Linked DNA regions of Gasterosteus aculeatus: region 2 is linked to region 1. Evidence: chromatin contacts called from public Hi-C data. All regions are on one chromosome and are shown on one strand. The core of a region is the stretch at or near the end of the contact, and the rest is flanking DNA. Distances in the headings are between cores, read along the strand shown. Region 1 holds the start of fut8b (fucosyltransferase 8b (alpha (1,6) fucosyltransferase)). Region 2 overlaps fut8b (fucosyltransferase 8b (alpha (1,6) fucosyltransferase)).

Region 1 (2,700 bases), core at 22-2,521:
CATTTGCATGTCATCCTTAACAGTCTGTGAAGGCAGACACACATCTTCCACAGAGGTGGGGGGTTTGAACCTCTAACCCCCCCAGCACCAGGATGCCAGACTCTTTTAGATGAGCTACACTGAAGCACATACACCGTCTGCCTGTGCTGCCACCTCTTCTATCATCATCATCATCCGCTGTGTAAAGTGCCCCCTCCTCCCATTTCTTCCTCCGACTGTCCAGAGGAGGTGACAATAAAAATATGAAGCTCGGACTGAGCGTAATGTGACGTAATGTGACGCATTATAAATCATTCATAAAAATAAATAAATGCAACACACTTCCAAGACGAGCAACAAAACGAAACGCACGCCCGGCTGCGAGGACTCTTTGCCGGACTAACGGGCAGCTGCTTTGTCCACACCGGAGGACACACGCACACTTGCCAGGGCGCCTCCCCGAGAGTCATGTGTCTCTTATTTCCTCGTTGTGTGCGTGTGTTTGTGTGCGCGTGGGGGTTAAAAGGCGAGTGCACCCTCGCCGGAAGGTGATAACTTGAGTTATGCGGCCACAATTTGCTGGATATAAAAAAAAAAAAAAAAAAGCAAAACAAACGCACCCCATGCAGACAGCTAGCTTGCATGCTACATGCTTGTAGCCCCTGTTGATGCCCGTTAGCTGTGAAAACAAACAGCATCACTCCGCGCGGAGCAGGTAACGGACACCAGGTGGAAGTGTTCAAACACTTCCACTCTCTTCGCCCGGCTGAGAATAACCATCGGAAGGGCGAAAGCGCGGCGAGGGGCGCTGCGAGGTTCACCGGGCGGAACACCGCGAACCGAATGCGTCCGAGTAACGGGCACCCGGTGTAACGGGGCACCAGAGATTCCTAACCTACCGCGAGCGCCCTGTGGTCACCGGGGGTCTCAGCGGCGACGCAGTCAACAGGGCCGGGGGGCGACGACGTAGCGGGGAGGGGGAATCTGTGAACCGAGCAACCGCAGCTACCAAAAACGTTTCCGCCGCGCGGCGGGGATGGTATCGCCTACCTCGACATGGTATACCGGCTTCCAGCGGCATCCGACCGGGGCTGCGGAGACTCGGTCTGGCGCAGCTGAGGATGGCTGTTCCCTTAACAACAAAAAAAAGCCTGCGGCGGAAACAGGAACTGGGGGAGCTGGGATCTCTGAATACGGCAGTCGAGGCGGCTCTGTGGGGATCTGCTAGGTGGATGGCGTGTCAGCGCGTACCGAAGGGAGGCGAGGGGGCTATTTCATATCCTGTCCTGACTTCAGATTAAAAGCCTGCGCGGCCACTGGATAGCTCGCAACGCACCGGTTCGGCCTTTAAACAGCTATAATTTAGTGATTTATTTGCATTTGACTGCTGTAGCTGTGAGGAAATGACAGATGTTTTTATTACGGTAGGCAACCTTTAAGATTAAGAACAATACATACTAGGTCAGAAATTCGTTCTCTAGCAGAATGAGTGTTTTATTTTGACGGCATGGCGGGTTCATTTCCGGTGTGTTTCTGGCTGTCACCGGCTGACTTGGCTACGGATGGAAGGCGGGTGGAGTGGAAGCTGCAGTGCGCACACCAGCGTTATTTTGTTGTACTGCAGTCGGGCTCAGACAGATCGGACAGACAGGTCTGGTGCCACCGGGGTGATGAGGGGCACAACGAGGTGCAAAGTTTCCATTTTGAAATTATTATTCAACTTCTTGTTAATTAGCCATCATAGACAACATCCCACGTCTAAATTGTGTTGAGGTGATGGCAGATGTCTGAGATGTCTCAGTGTGTGACCAAATAAACCCCTAAACTCTTATACACAAAAACATTTGAATGTTGACAACAAATGGCCCAAAAAAATATTCTTCAACTGCATTTTGTTTTCGCCGCCAATTTTCCGGAGCAAATGACAAAGTGGTCTTACTGAAGTATAATTAAAGGATGAGTGGGCTACTGAATGGAAGTCTTAATGTTACACGATGCAATTTACAGCTCTGCATGACTCAGCTTTTTAAGAGATTGATGATTTCTTTGCTGTAAAAGGTCTGGTGCAATGGTCATCCATTTATGTTGGTAAACCGCATACCTGAGTGGACACAGCTTCTAGTCAGCAGCTACACACTATAAACCCCTCTCGTAAAGGCCGGAGCTCAGCAGTCTCCCTGCAGAGACCTGCTTATTCAGTAACTCACAGCCTTGGTTCACAATATCCATTTTAATCTGGTCTCATTTGCTTTTCTTCATGTCAGAGAAGAATATTAGCTTTTCATCTATTTGAAAATGGATGAAAAGCCATTTCATCTTCAGGTTATTTTCAAAGCTAAAGAAAAGAAATCAGAAGCCAAGGACCACTCTGTTAATTAGGATGTTTTTCTATCCCCCATTTTCAGTCCAACTGGAGACACTAAATCAAATTCATATTACCCCAGGGCTTTTCATTTGGTGCTGTTTGGCCATCTATCTCTGAGTAAATATCCAGCATGCCTCTGAGAGGCCTCAGTCCAGCGGCGAGGAGCTGAATCACAATAACAACCACCACCTACGTTTGGTACATACATATTTCCCACTGTGATCAACGGACTCCTAAAAATGATGCAGTGGCTCTCTCGTGTGGCGTAAAAGCCACAGTGCACTCCAAATGTTCAAGGGGTTAGACATTTAAAAAATGGAAATGTGACTCAGTAGACCTTTCACTTCTCTTTTTTT
Region 2 (2,700 bases), core at 124-2,623, 40 kb before region 1:
AAACTCAATTTGCTCCATGAGTGAGGAACAGCAGTCGCTGGCAGGCATAAAGAGGAGTCGCATCGACCCGTCTTGCTGCATACCCCCCCACCCTCCTCTCTGTTCAAGCCTCCATCAGTGGGGAGCCATGGCCTTCGACTTAACGGCGCACTCACTGAGCAGGCGGAGAAATTACGGAAAAGGAATGATTATGTAACGGAATGATCGACGGAGATAAACCTTCACACACGTTTTGCATCACGGGGATACATTTGCCTTAAAGTTCACACTTCCTCTCTCTGGGAAACCTGTGACTGCTCACTCCACCTTCCTGTCCCAGATCTCTTGAAATAAGACCCAGTTCAATTTCCTCCTCGAGTATTACCTCTATTCCCGTAGCTCAATCCGTTCAAACAATAATCAACTCGATCTCCCACAGGCCACACCCTAACCCACCCTTCCATTGTTCAGGCAGACTATGACATCATTTCCCTGGGGGCTTTAAGTGTTGCTAAAACTGTAACATACTGCGGACTAAAAGACGAGCTATGGCAGCAGGGCCCGATGAGCCACAGCACTGAGCCCCCCCCAAAAAAAACAGAAGCAGGTGAGGATCAGCGTGCGACCCAGTTTCCTCTGAAATGGCGGTACGGCTGCTCCACGGGCTCCCGCCCCCCCTCATCCGGTAACCAGTGAAGTTCACACGGCGATCAGAGCCGGGCGGAGCGGTTTGATTGTCGGCGGCCCGGGTGGCACTGTGACTCATCCATATTTCTGCTGTTCGATTTAATGTAATCTGCTCCACTTCAAAGAAAACCCGATGCGCTGACCTGGGAAGCCATGCATATGGATGGAGATGTAAAGTATTCGGGGAGGCGTAGATGAAAGCAGGCTACGTGAACGCAATTTGCCTTAAAAAAAAAAAAAAAGAAAAAAAAATCTGAACTGGGCGTTTGATTTCACGTCGCCTCGCTCTGCACCAACTACATCCGGGGACGCGCCGCAGAAGGAACGGATCCGTCCCAAACGTTGCTGTGAACTCAACTGTGTTCAAGCACATCACTTGACTCCAATAAGTCAAGCTAATAAGCCACGGGAACGTGTCGGTGGGAACATGAGGGTAAACACGGCGGAACATCCGGTCGGAACAATAAAAAACGCTAACACCGTGCACGACTGTACAATACTGCATTGTGCATGTGCTACAGTGCGTCGGTTGTGTTCATGCAAATGTTTCTTCATTGTGTCTAATCAGGTAATCCTTGACATCGCCTTCCTCTGCAGTCTTCCTGTTATGGCCACTGACCTAAACGGTACGGTTCAGAGTAAAGCGATTCGGCGCGGTGCATTCCCACGTCGCCTGCAGTGAAGCCTCAGCGCGGCCACGGCGAGCCAGCTCCACCCGAGCCCTGCTCCACAGAGATGAGCTGACAACCCACAGCTCCACCAACGGGGCTAATGCGTGTGTGTGTGTGTGTGTGTGTGGTCAACCTTCTCCAGCTGGGCCTCAGTAATGTAAGGTTGATGTCTACCGAACGTTTTGTGTTGTCTATAGTTTTCACCAGCGTGGTAATGGAAGTAAGGTAAATGGTCGAAACAAGTGTGACTCTTGTCTTCACTATCCGGGTTTAACTTGATGTTTAATCAGTGATCCAACATGCTGCTCGAGAACTTTACAGGTGGACATCGGTTCCAGCGCACCAAACTGCGTACGTACGTTTTTTTATAGTTTTGTAAATGAATTTGAATGAATCTGATTTACTTGCAACACAGGGCCCCAAATGACGCAGAGATGCAAAAGGTTCCACACGAGATCTCAGGGCCATTCGACGGCAGCCTTCACAACTCCTCCCACCGCCACCGCATTTTTCCTGCTTGCTGCATTTCCGTTGGCGCAGTCCTCACGCCATCCATCATGATTCGCCTCCCCTTCCCCTCCCTCCAACCCTATGTTGGCATGCCCGGGTGGAGGCGGGGGGGAAATCGATCAGGTCCTCATCGCTCAGCCCAGCTGTCACTCTCAACCTTCGCTCCCTCCGATGTCACACCACCGGGCCGGCGCGTGTCACTGTCTCCGCGAGAGCCGTGGCTTCGCGCCCGAGGTGACTGACAGCCGCGGAGAGGGCGGAGCCAGACAGACTGAGCAACTCGACCTGGCGATCACCTCTCATTAATGCTGCGGGGTGATTGGTAGGTTGGCGCGTTGCCTGTCACTGAAATCACTTAAGGGTGGCCTGAATAACCGAATCACTGGACTGAATCTGTAGGCCAGGCAGGTGATAGTAATTTGAATCAGAGTGGTGATTGATTGATTGCACATGACGTTTGCACTCAGCAGAGCTAGATAAACCCGATGAGCAGTGTGCTATGAATATGTTCAGCAGGTCGACTTACTTTGTGCCTTCATCCTCTCAGTGATGAAAAAAGTGCATTTTGTGATTAGAAAAAATTTATTTAAAAATCAATATCTCATGCAACTGCATCAGCCTGAACGAGAAAATGTAAACAAGATCCCTTCAGGTATTTGATGAATGTGTGTGGTTAAATCCCCCCTCTGTACTATAAAGCACTCCCAACGTCGTGGGATTCTCAACACAAAAGGATGGAATCATAAAAAAAATGTAGGGTGCTTCGGATGAAACCTTTACGATCTAATGTCAGCGGGAAGGGAAAACGGGTTCCGTCTTTTCTGCAACATTCAGCGAATCTTCTCAGCCCGGA

What was found. Hi-C and Micro-C count contacts between places; a contact is called where the count stands out from the background.
Region 2: a contact with region 1 is called in a Hi-C map of liver, with 1.7 times the contacts expected there. The contact joins the enhancer-like site here to the promoter of fut8b in region 1. A contact is called at or near these places in 2 of 6 Hi-C or Micro-C datasets (liver and whole body).

Annotation. Positions count from the first base shown.
Region 1 is chr18:8,454,984-8,457,683 of fGasAcu3.hap1.1, reverse strand. fut8b (fucosyltransferase 8b (alpha (1,6) fucosyltransferase)) reads right to left here and starts at 1,271. Exons shown (of 10, transcript XM_040160709.2): 1 at 1,030-1,271.
Region 2 is chr18:8,495,549-8,498,248 of fGasAcu3.hap1.1, reverse strand. The region is part of intron 2 of fut8b (fucosyltransferase 8b (alpha (1,6) fucosyltransferase)); the gene reads right to left. Among protein-coding and RNA genes, the nearest start is that of fut8b, 40 kb to the right of the region's middle. Within about 2 kb of position 1,373, at least 2 of the 9 cell types and tissues checked have open chromatin away from gene starts, as enhancers often do. A contact at or near this core is called in liver, where this site is marked.